Regions from separate parts of the Mus musculus genome. Here region 1 is linked to region 2. A link is a contact called in public Micro-C data. All regions are on one chromosome and are shown on one strand. The core of a region is the stretch at or near the end of the contact, and the rest is flanking DNA. Distances in the headings are between cores, read along the strand shown.

Region 1 (6,213 bases), core at 905-3,404, 1.5 Mb before region 2:
AACACAATTCCCAGGCTGGAGAGAAGGCTCAGCTGTTTAAGGATGATTTCTGTTCTTCCAAAGGACCCAAGTTGGAGTCTCCACACCCAAATCAGATGGCTCACAACTACCTGTGACTCCCACTCTAGGGAGATCCTTCACCTCTAGCCTCCAGGGGACCTGAGCTTAGGTGCACACACACATTCATGTAATTAGTAATTTTTTTAAGAAGCCAAACTCTGTAGATTCAACATCTAATAAAGGATTAGTGGTTAGGTTGTGCTGATAGGGAGCCAGTAAACAGCAGTTCACCAGACTGCCTCCCCAACTGTGTAATCTTATGTCTTGTCCAATTTCTGAAAACTCGGGGCCCAGATGTAATTCTAAGCTTATGCTTAAAAGGGAACAAGCTATAGACACTGACTCTTTAAAGGGTTGTTGTTTCTCTCCTGAGATTTTAAGGAAGCTGGTCCTCTTGCCAACAAACCTAGCTCCTTTCTGAGCTAGTGTCTTAACCTTCAAGACTGAAGAGTGATGTTTATATTCTTGCTGGATCGTGGGACTTCCTGTGTTTTATGAGAACACGCTGGGTTTTTATGCTGCTGGCTGAGGGTAAAGCCCAGGTAAATAAACACCACAGAAGGCTGAAATTGAAGGGGGGGGTGAATAGGAAAACTCCAGCAGGAAAGCACAATTCTTTTAAAGCAGGAAAAGAAAAGAAAAGGGGGGCAAAACCCCACCAAAACAAATGCATCTTAAAAGCCCAAACGGACAAGTCATTAGCAGTGCCTTTGGTCTTGTGTTAACAAATCCCTTCAAAGGATTAGATGAGGACTTCAAAGGAATAAAAACTCAAAACCAGACAGCTAATGACTCTTAAAAGGGCATTTGTGTGGACGTGGAAAAAAAAAAACCGATACCTTCGTTCCTGGCTCCCCTTGTTAAGGCTAGAGAATGGGCTAGGAGGGTACAGGCTGTGGAATGGGGAAGGGAGGGGGGGCTGTTCTTTGCAAACCAGCGCAAAGCTCAGAGCACTAGACAGTACATGCTCATTAAAGCTCTGGTTCGCTGACACACACACACACAGCCCTTCTGAGAGTTCGATGAGATTCTGCTCCCTAGAAAAACATACTAGACAGAAAAAAAAATGTGCACTAACTTTCGAGGTTCACATGCCCGCACTAGGAAACTCAGGGGAGGGGCGAACATGTACCGGGAGGAACGACAGATTAGCAATTCTAGAAGTCTCTGGAGGCCAGAACCAGTTCCCAGGTGGACAAGCGGACCTCATCAACTGTCCGCTCTACTCCGGGCCTGGTAGGAGAGTCGACGTCGGAGACCCCGGGATGTTCTAGTTGGGATGCCCCCCTTTCCAAGGCCAAATGGACAAAAAGGAAGGGAACCTGGAGAGGGTGGGACGAAAAGGGAGAAGGCAGAATCTTGTCCTCCACTCTCCCTGCCCTGCACCTGTGCCTCAGAGCTCCGGGTGCCAGCTCCTGGGCAAACTTTCTGGCCCTGGTAAAGGTTTGGGGAGCTTTCCAGATAGCCCGGAGCGGTCCGCAGGGTCGATCCCAGTTACAGCTTCCGCCGCCCAGTCCCTCTCGGTGTTTCCAGAGTCACCCGCGAGGAAAGAGAACCCCTGGGAGACGGAGGGATCAAGGGCACGCTGCGGGCGCGCACCTGGAGTCAGCCCCTCGCGCCTAGCCTGGGACCCTGTTTGGGGTGCCGGAACAGAAGCGCCACACTTACTCAGACGGGTCCAGGCTCTTCCTTTCGATGGCCGAGGACATTGGGGAGGGGGGCGGCGTGCCGGGCGGCGGGGGCGCTCCCTTTGTGGCGCGTGGCTGGCTAGCTGCCTGGACTCGGACCCCCTCGGGTGCTCGGGCGCCGCCGCTCCTGCGCCTCCTCTTGCTCGGTCGCTCCGCTGGCGAGCTCGCCCCTCCACGCTCAAGGACAGTCACCGCGCTCCCTTCAAACGCCAAAGAGAGAGAGCGAATCATCCAGCTGCCCGGCGCGCGGCGGCCAAGGCAGGGGGCCGGGGAGCAGCCCGGCCTCCCTCCGGTGGCTGCGACAGCTGCCGCTGCTCAGGACTTAACCTTCCATCCCGGTCCCGCTGCCGTCACCACAGCCGCCGCCGCCGCCGCCCGGTCCCGATCGCGCGCAGTAGCCGGCTCCGCCCGGTCGCCCCGAGCCCCTCGCACCTTCGCCGGGGTCGGGGCGCCGGGGGCAGTGAGGGGGCGGCGGCCTGGGGGCGGGGAGCTGACCGCGCGGCTCTCCCCAGGCTCCCTCCTCTCTCGCGAAGGTCTATTTTCGCTCAGCTTCCCTCTGTCTCTGGTTTCATTTCCTTTTTCCTGATCACGATTCAAATACAATAGAAGGAAATCACATTTAAAGAGACAGCTGCCCGCCCCCTCCCCCCTTTTTTTCTTCCTTTTTTTTTTTTTTTTTAAACGGGGCTCCTGGGGATTAGCAATCCAAATAGCGGCGGCGGCGGCGGCGGCGGCGGCAGCGGCAGCAGCAGCAACGGCGACAGCGGCAGCCCTGACTTGGCTTCTTAAAAGGGCCCGCGGCAGAGACCGAGAGTCTCCCCTGAGCCCCTCTCCTGGGGCAAGAATCCCGCTGCCACTAAACTGTCTTTTTCAGAGTTCCCCTTCTTCTGCCTTTCCCTTTGGCCTCAGGCTGAAAGTAACCACTCGCCCGTTCCAGCAGGAAAGAAAAGACAAGAATGTGAAATAAGCACCTGCAGAAATGCAAGCGTTGCTAATGGCTGGCTAGCGCGCGCTCGTCTCGGGTTCGAGGTCCCAAGTCCACAGTCGTGGTGCTCTGCGATGCCCGAGACAGTGCGGCTCTGCTGGCGGCAAGCTAGTAGCTGCGACTGCTCTCCAGAGAGGGGCGCAAGCTGTGTGACCAGGAACCTCACGCGCTAGGTGCGCCTGAGCAGAGCTGGGGGCAGCTAATCCCGCAGGGAGGGTGTCTGGGAGGGACCACGTTGTCCGGGTCTCCTCTCCATCTGCTGGCGGCAGAATTCCCTCCCCTAGCCTCTTTCAAAGAGCGAACTCCAGCGGTGAGGCTGGCCCTCTCTGTAAAGTATCAGCAGCAATACTTGCTTGGACCGGAGGAAGTTCCTTCCCGATAAAAAGACTTTCAGTTATTACTTACTATTATTTTGTCTTATATAAAACAAAGAAAAGGGCAGGTTTCTCCTTCAAGCTTGAAGACAAGTTCTAGAAGGAGAAAGAAATACAGAAGGGAAGAGATGGATTCCAGCTAGCTACTTTTCAGGAGAAAAACCTAGGTCCCCCTGGGCCTTGAGTTCCTTGAAACTGAGTCCAGAAATGATCGTTCAAGGCCCGTTAGCTTATGATGATGACAGTCTTCAGGTTTGTAAAGAGGAAAGTCCCGAGTGCTCTCAGAATCCATTGTTTAGTAAGAACAGCCCGGATCAAAGACATAGGCATTTCAGCCCCAATTTAAAGATTGCTTTAATAACCTAGACCAGCTCACCCCGGAAGATGATAGTCAGAAATGAATTCCCGGATTCCCCGTACTGAGCAAAGTCCTCCCTGATTTCTCCCTAGCAATAGCCTGAACCACTACCCACAGATTCGTGTCATTTCCCTCTCTCTCCATGTCCTGACACGTATACTGAAAGGGAATAATTAAAATCTGTGTTTGTGCGCCTGCCCTCGTGTTGGTCCAAAACCCACCTTCAGTGTATAAAAAGATATTTTCTATTTAAGTCCTTAGTTTTTCTAAATTAAAAAACAAATTTTTTACAATGTTTAGGCAAGCCTAAATTATATGATAAATACATAACTTGTTATTCTACTTTCATTTCTATCTGAAGTGAAAATAAACATTGTTAGTGGTAGCACAGGCCAGTAATCCCAGGTCAGGCAGGGCAGGAGCATTAGGGATTCTAAGTCATCCTCCCCTACAAAGTTCGTCACAGGCCAGTCTGGGCTACAGGAGACAGTGTCTCAAAACCAAAACCAAAAGAAGAAAAAGAAACAATGAAAACACACGGGTTGTGATTAGCAGTATATCTACTTAATAATGATGTTTTAATGCCGAGCCACTAGAACCATATTTCCTGGGGTTGCTTTAGACTCTTATCAGCTCATGTGACTAGGAAAACTACCTTCAAGATACGGCATGAAGAAAGTGGCTGAGGAGTTTGCCTGTATTGTAACCTCCCTTTTACCATCATGTGAACTCAGCTGAACAAGCAGAATTTACACTTTCAGCATCCTTGTTAGTAAAATGGGAATAATGGGATTTACTAACTAGAGGGTTTGGTGTAAGGATTGATGGAACTATACACCCATCATGTGGTACATGGATCTCTAATGAAATGGGAGCATATATATATATATATATATATATATATATATATATATATATACACATATACATATATATGTATATATATATACATACACACATATATACACATATATGTATATCTGTATATATGCATATGTATTCATATATACATATACATATATATGCATATGTATGCATATATACATATATATAACTATGTACCCAGCATGTGACCCATGGATCTGTAATTAAATGTGTGTGTATTTGTTGTTGTTGTTGCTCCAATTTCCCATAGCATTGGAATGAGTTATTAAAATAAATATCTCCTTGGATTCTAAGAGGTAACTTTGGAATGGCCAATTGTGCTTTTGCTTTGACCTGAGTGTGCTAAGGGGGCGGAGGGAGATACTTTCATGACTTTGGGTCAATTTCTTGTCTTTCACAACTCTTTGGAGGGAGCCTTCTTTGAGAAGGTACGTCTTTGATATGATGATATCTTAAGATTTCAATTTCACACACCATGGCTGTAAGAAATTACTGCCTACTGGTGGGACTTCATTCCCATTCTATGGGCAATTAAGTCGCCTAAATTTAAGTATAACATTTAGAATCAAGCCTCAAAATGTGTTTTTTATGTCTTTTTATTATGAGTGATTTTAAAGCAATCATGGCCTTACGGTATCTTCCCATAGCATCCAGTAACTGCCACGTTCAGGCAAGATTCAGCTACTCTGAGGCAATTCGAATGTGTAGAACGAGAGCTAAAGAAATCTTTGTTTGATCCCTACCCAGCAAGACTAAACTGTACCTTCTCCTCTACCCTCAAAATATTAAATACCCGGAAGTTTAGACATTCCCAAGCTTTCCTTCTGAAATAAGGATGTCAGAAGTCTGAATCAGTCTGCGTGATAAACATGACCACAGATAGGTTATTTTTCCTCACTGGAACCCCCCTTTTATTTTCTTCTTAGTACATTTACAAGTACATTCTTTTCCAGGGAAGAAGAGTCCTACGTGACTATGACTACATGCCTTTGCTACAGTGGACTTCTGCTACGAGTGAAGTGTCACACGGGGAGAATGCTTACAAGGTCAATTTACTTTTGTTCTTGTTTTAATCACTGGAAGCTGAGTTGCAACATACATCTTGTTAGTTGCGATAGTCACGGAAATAAAGCTCTCTTCTAATATGGTTTCAGCTCACATGGAAAATTCTTTAAATGTTCAGTTGTCATGGGCATCTGACTTCTAGCCAATCAAGACATCCTCCAGAGATTGGCTGAGACTGGGGTGCTGTGGAGGAGCTGAAGTGAGAGAGGCTCCACCATTTGTCTACTCATTTGGGACTTTTCAGGGCCAGTTTGTTCTATTAGTAATTTTAGCGATAAACAAATCAGGTTTTGTAGGAACGTGTATCAGATCCGTCTTTTCCTCTGCTATCATTTGCATCCCAGTTACTTACAGAGTCCCTTTGAGTCTTAGGAGAATGGACATGGGAGTTATGTAGACAGAACGCCATTGTGTGATTTGGGGGAAGTTACTTCACCTCTGAACCTCAATTTCTCTGTCACATGGAGGTTCTAAAAAGAAGTGGATGGGGGCAGAGCAGGGCCAATATCACTGGGTTGCCTGTTCATCTTATAGGGGTGGTCGGTGGGATAATATGTGCAAAAACGCTTTGCACAATGGCGGTGCCTAGAAAATGCTCAGAAATGATAGCAGTTGCTATTACTCCATCTTTCGGAAGCAATCACCACCACATCAAGAAGCAGCAATCTTCCAGCCAATCAAGACATCGCTAGAGCCGGCTGAGACTGGGGTGCCTCAGGAAGAGCCGAATCGAGAGACTCCAGTATTTGCAAAACTTCGGGCTTAGGGATCCCCGTATTTCAGACTGTAACCTTGGAC
Region 2 (6,232 bases), core at 3,387-5,886:
GATTGGCTAAGCAATGTGTGTGTGTGTGTGTGTGTGTGTGTGTGTGTGTGTGTGTAGGAAGTACAGGTTGCTGTCTTCTATCCTTCTCCACTTTATTTCCCAGATAAGCCCTCTCATTTATCCTGTAGTTTGTCATTTTGACTAGGCTGGCTTCTCAGTGAGGCCCAAACCTTCCAGTCTCCATGAAATAAAAGTTTAAAGGCACATGCCACCATTCCTGACTTTTAAGTGACTTTCACAGACTATCTCTCCAGCCACAGCTAAGTGATTCTTGAAAGACACACATCATGGTCATATAGCAAGACCAAGACAGGGAGAGCAACCCCCAAACACAAAGGTATTGTGTCCACCTAGGAAAGAACATGGAGACTAAAGACTGTCTTAATTTGAGCTGTTACAACAGAGTATCACAGCCTATGTAGCTCAAAGAGCAAATCATATTCATCACAGTTCTGAACCCTGAGGAGCCCAAGAGCACGGCGCACGAGAGTTCGTGTCTTCTGAAGGCGCTCCTACAGGTTCATACCCAGTAATTTTCTGCCTGGGTCTTTGTATGACCAAAAGAGCACGAGATGTGGAGTCTCTTTTACAAAGACATTAATCCTATTCACGAGGAGATCATGACTTTTATGATCCAGTCACTTTCCAGAGGGCCCTGCAGCTAATACAGTGGCATTAGGGTTGAGAATTCAATACTTAAGCCTGGAGGGAACACAGCCACCCAGCTCATAACAGCACAAACAATGGAATTGTAGCTGCGAGTTAGAAAGCTGGGCAAGGTCAGTAGTATTGGCCAACATTGGAGTCATGGAATCACTTTGGGATCAGAGTAAACTTCAAGGACCCTCTTTTCCCTCTCTTCTTTCTGTTTATTTTGGAGTGTCTTGCTTTATTATTAAGACAGGGTCTCACCATTTAACTCAGGCTGGCCTTAAACTTACAATCTTGCTTCCATCTCCTGGAAGGAGGGGTTGACTTGTGGGCACCAACACATTTTCTCTTACTTTTGTAGAAATATCAAAAAAAAAAGTGCACTTGGGCATCTCTGTCTTTGAGAAGAGTATGTAACTCAGCAAAAATCAGAATGAAGGAGGCCAGGTGGAGATGCAGCAAGGAATGGGTTGCCTAAAGCTGCCTGGAGGTTCACTAGAGCCAAGCACATGATGAGTGTCTGCCTACGGCCAGGACTACAGAGAGAGCCCATCACCATTTCACTCACTAGGAACCCTAAAGCATGCTTCAAGGAAAGCTTAATTTGAGTTGAATCTTTGATTTAATGCAACCATCTTTATACTTAACATTGCCTCTACCATTTATAATGCACAAAAGGTGCCAGAGCCTTAACTCTGTCACTTGGCAGCCATGTGACATCAGGCCAGTAACTTTCTGGTTATGCTTCTGTCTTGCCATCTCTAATGGTGAGACAAGGATAATATTTGCTTGGAGGGCTACATGGATTAATAAAGCCCATACTGGGCTGAGTCCCACACCACGCCCAGAAGAAGTAAGGACTTAGTAAGAGTCTGCTAATGCTGTTGTTATGGTTACCGTTAATATTTCACCTGAGCTGCATAACAACCTGTAAGTTTGGCGCGATTTATTATCCTCATTTCTCAAGTTGAGAAATTGAAATGCATGGGAGATAAAAACTAGCCCAAGGAACAAGTCAGAAAATGGAAAGCCTTTCAACCTCGAGCCTCACTCTTGGCTCCCAGCGCTCGTGCCACCTTTCCTAAGTTGCCCAGAAAGTGTGGTTCTGTGAGCCTGACCATTGTTCACACAGGACTTCAGGCAACTGTGAATATATTGGAGGTCTAAGCTTAAGGAGTACTAAGAGATTCTTAAAAGAGAAAATAGGTTCTTATTTGGGGATCCCTACGCAACTGCTGAAGGTCTAAAGAGATGATGTTTCCCCATCTCAGAGCCCCAGAGAATGCAGGGGTGCTTGCTGTCTTCAGGCTTCAAATCTAAGGAGCTACAAGGGCAGTCAGCTAGCAGGAAAGCAGAGGCAGGTTCTATAAACACTGTCTAAAATAATCAAACATTGCTATAACTCAAACGGCATACCACTCTGCAGGGTGTGTTTGTGTGTGTGTGTGTGTGTGTGTGTGTGTGTGTGTGTGTGTGTGTGTGCTTGCTTTCTCTAGCTTATCCCTCTGTTTTCTGCAGTTCTGCATTTTGACTGTTAAAGCGCTTCATACATCTCATCCTGGTCATGAGTACACTCGGGCCTAGGGCTAAGTCTGGTTCTGGGGCTCAAACATGAAGTCCACTCATCATCTGAGACATGAGATCTTAGCCTGGCTCTTCACGCCTCCTTTCATCAGTACCCTTAGTGTGACTGTGAGAGTCTGGAACTTGGAGTGGCTGGTATTAAAGTGGACTTTCCCAGACTAATAATCTTGCTCCCCTCACATTCAGTCCCTCACCAATATTATTTTTTCCTTTTAAGAACTTGAGAGAAAAGTTTCTTTGTATCCTGTAGCAGTGAGATATTTAAACAAACAAACAAACGTGATGATGCTACTTGAAAAGCTTCATCTCGTTCTAGGTGAATCATTGCATCATTGCTGAATATGCGCTCAGTGCCAGGCTTTGTGCCCTGGCCACTGTTACACAGTGGGCAAGAGAACTCCCCATGCAGGGTACCATAGTGGGTCACTAGGCACTACACAGTCACAGATTCTGCCAAGAGCCAAAACCACAGAGTCACCAAGCACTGTGAATTGCCCCGCTGCCCTCGGGACATAACTTGGCCCACGGTGGCATTTAGTGTTCTGAGTTTAACTTAATCACCACTATAAAATGTAGTTCTCTAATTAGAGGATATTCTGATTATGCCCACAAGGTGGAGATCTTGCTTACAGTTTGCCCACACTAAACTCAATGCAGGGGGAAAAAAACACCTAAAAGTTACATCAAAAGACAAAAATTAAATTCAATGAATCCAGTTCTTATTTCATGTAATATACTATATTAGCTGGTATATGAAATAAAAATTTGATAAGAGACAGTCCCTGCTCTCTAGGGAAAGACAGGGGGAAGCTTGCATGAGGCAAGAAAAAAAAACTTTTTAATGAATTAATATATTGTACTGGATCCATATGGAAGGCACTGTAATCCTTTTATCAGATAAGCACTACAAGAAGCCCCGTGGTTGGGAACACATTTAAGAAAGACCCCACACTTTCAGGTGGCACACAAGGTACCAGTGGGAAAGAAACCCAGGAAGGTGTATGCCTTGGGTCAGCCATGTTTTGGAAGGTTAATGTATCTACTCTGTCACAAACATTTTACATTGTCTACCCTATAACTCCAGAATAAATATACACAGCACAGGCAGATGTAGCCCAGCTGAAACCTCGCATGTGTTCCCAGGAGAGGAATATAGGGAAAGGAAACACACACACACACACACACACATACACACACACAATGTGAAAGAAACCGATTTTAAACTCTGGCTGTAGGACTCGGGGAGGAGTCAGAAGAGAACCTGCTTAGCATACGTACTGTCCTGGGACAGTTCCCTGGCAGTGCCAGCTCTGGCTCTCAGGACCCCTCACGGCTCTGATCTTATGACTAAGAATCTCCAGTTTGAAATATGGGATACAAGAAGGGAAAGGAAAGATTCAGTTTGTTTCCAAGAGATTTGCTGGTAAATTAAATCCAAGAAAGTCTGGAGGAAGATGCATCAGTTTTTATAATGTGTTGGTTTGTTTTTTTCTTCACTGCCCCACTTCCCACTAGTCCTTTTTCCTTTACACTAAACTAGTAAAACAATTGTTTATTTTCCTTTGTTTGGGAGAAATTTATAATTGGGAATAAAGTGACTGACTAAATGACAACTTAAAAACAAGGTGAGAATGTTGACAATAAGTGTTTATATCTATCTAGATATCCCTATCTCTACATATTGAACTTTCTTTAAAATGGGAAAGCCAAGTGGCATGCGACCAGGGGACCTGACTTGGCTGTCCAACTTGCACAGCAAGGTTTAATTCCAAGCATCCCTGAGAAAAGTCACAGAAGTTAACCTCATTGCTCTCAAGCCTGCAATGATCCATACCGGGGAGCTTGCATCTGGAGAGAGGTTATGGGTTCAAAGTCATTGGCTACAGATGGTTCCTCTCCCAGCTGGAGTCACATCCTCTAGGGCTCGAGACTTTCCGGGGAATTTACATAAGCCAGCGTGAATCACACCAAGTGAGGTAGCAAAAGGACTCACCCTGACCCCTGCCTGTACTGCGGTGGGGGGCTGTCTGAAGTTTTCAGATCAGACACAGTCCAAAGGAGGGTACAAGGGGATCATCCCACTCCCAACAAGAGCACCGGACACGCCGCTACTCCCAAGCCCTACAATTGGTCTCTGCCCCCGCCCCCGCTCCGACGCCCCCGCACGGACGCCCTCAGTTCAGCCTCCTCCCCGCCCCGAAGTCCGGGACAGAACGTGGGGCCACCTCTCGCTCCTGGAAGGATCGGTTGCCGCTTTAAGGGGAAGAGGAAGGGAAGGGGCGGGGGAGTGGGGGGCGGGGAGAGGCGGCAGAGGAGGGGGAGGGGGATCCCCCTCGCTCCCACGTGGTCCGGGCGCCTGTGAATCGCGCCCGCCGGAGGGTCTCACAGCGAAATACAAAAGCTGCTGGGAAGCCACGGGGAGGCGAGTTCCCAGCGCCGGGGCAGAGCGCTGGCCAGAGCCCCGCAGCGCTCCGCGGCCGCGATGGGGCTCCGGCACCCGAAGCCCCGGAGCCAGCTAGCAGCCGGGCCCGCCTCGCCGCCCGCACCCGGGCGCCCGGGCTTGGCTTGAAGCGGCGGCGGTGGCACCGGCGCGCCGGCAGGAGCATGGGGAGGAAGATGCGGGGCGCCGCCGCCGCCGCGGGGCTCTGGCTGCTGGCTTTGAGCTCGCTGCTGACGCTGTGGGGAGGACTCCTGCCACCGCGGACCGAGCTGCCAGCCTCCCGGCCGCCCGAAGATCGACTCCCTCCGCATCCGATCCAGAGTGGCGGCCCCGCGCCCGAGCCGCGATTCCCTCTGCCCCCGCCCCTAGTATGGGACGCCCGCGGCGGCTCCCTGAAAACTTTCCGGGCGCTGCTCACCCTGGCGGCCGGCGCGGATAACCCGCCTAGGAGGCACCAGGACGACCGCGGGCGGCACGAGCCCTCCGGGCTGTCCTGGCCAGAGGAGCGCAGGGCGGTGCACGGGGGCGTCTTCTGGAGCCGCGGCCTGGAGGAGCAGGTTCCCCGGGGCTTTTCCGAAGCCCAAGCAGCAGCGTGGCTGGAGGTGGCACGGGGTGCTCGGGTGGTGGCTCTGGATCGCGGGGGCTGCGGACGCAGTTCCAACCGCCTAGCCCGCTTTGCCGACGGCACCCGTGCCTGTGTACGCTACGGCATCAACCCAGAGCAGATACAGGGCGAGGCCCTGTCCTACTACCTTGCGCGCCTGCTGGGCCTCCAGCGCCACGTGCCGCCGCTGGCACTGGCTCGGGTGGAGGCTCGGGGCGCGCAGTGGGTGCAGGTGCAGGAGGAGCTGCGCACCGCGCACTGGACCGAGGGCAGCGTGGTGAGCCTGACGCGCTGGCTGCCTAACCTCACCGACGTGGTGGTGCCCGAGCCCTGGCGATCAGAGGACGGCCGTCTGCGGCCCCTGCGCGACGCCGGGGGCGAGCTGACCAACCTCAGCCAGGCGGAGCTGGTGGACTTGGTACAATGGACCGATCTGATCCTCTTCGATTACCTGACGGCCAACTTTGACCGGCTTGTGAGCAACCTCTTCAGCTTACAGTGGGACCCACGCGTTATGCACCGCGCTACGAGCAACCTGCACCGAGGACCAGGAGGGGCGTTGGTCTTTCTGGACAATGAGGCGGGCTTGGTGCACGGCTACCGGGTAGCCGGCATGTGGGACAAGTATAACGAACCGCTGCTACAGTCGGTGTGTGTATTCCGAGAGCGGACTGCTAGGCGCGTCTTGGAGCTGCACCGGGGTCAGGACGCGGCGGCCCGGTTGCTGCGCCTCTACAGTCGCCACGAACCGCGTTTCCCAGAGCTGGCGGAGCTCTCAGAACCCCACGCTCAGCTGCTACAGCGCCGCCTTGACTTCCTCGCCAAACACATTTTGCACTGCAAGGCCAAGTACGGCCGCCGGCCCGGGGACTTAATAACACTCCGAGGAAGAGAGGGACTGGGGTATGAATGATGGGGGTTAGGGCTGTCTTCTCTGCCACGGGCAACGACCA

Evidence for each region. Hi-C and Micro-C count contacts between places; a contact is called where the count stands out from the background.
Region 1: a Micro-C map of embryonic stem cells shows a contact between it and region 2, with 2.9 times the contacts expected there. The contact joins the promoter of Lmo2 here to the promoter of Fjx1 in region 2. A contact is called at or near these places in 1 of 39 promoter capture datasets (liver) and 1 of 484 Hi-C or Micro-C datasets (embryonic stem cells).

What each region holds. Positions count from the first base shown.
Region 1 is chr2:103,966,228-103,972,440 of GRCm38.p6, reverse strand. Lmo2 (LIM domain only 2) reads right to left here and starts at 2,154. Exons shown (of 3, transcript NM_008505.4): 1 at 1,729-2,154. The coding sequence starts at 1,979. Gm38515 (a long non-coding RNA gene) reads left to right here. Exons shown (of 2, transcript XR_866610.3): 2 at 5,304-5,498.
Region 2 is chr2:102,450,196-102,456,427 of GRCm38.p6, reverse strand. Fjx1 (four jointed box 1) reads left to right here and starts at 4,636. Exons shown (of 1, transcript NM_010218.2): 1 at 4,636-6,232. The coding sequence starts at 4,840. The coding sequence ends at 6,192.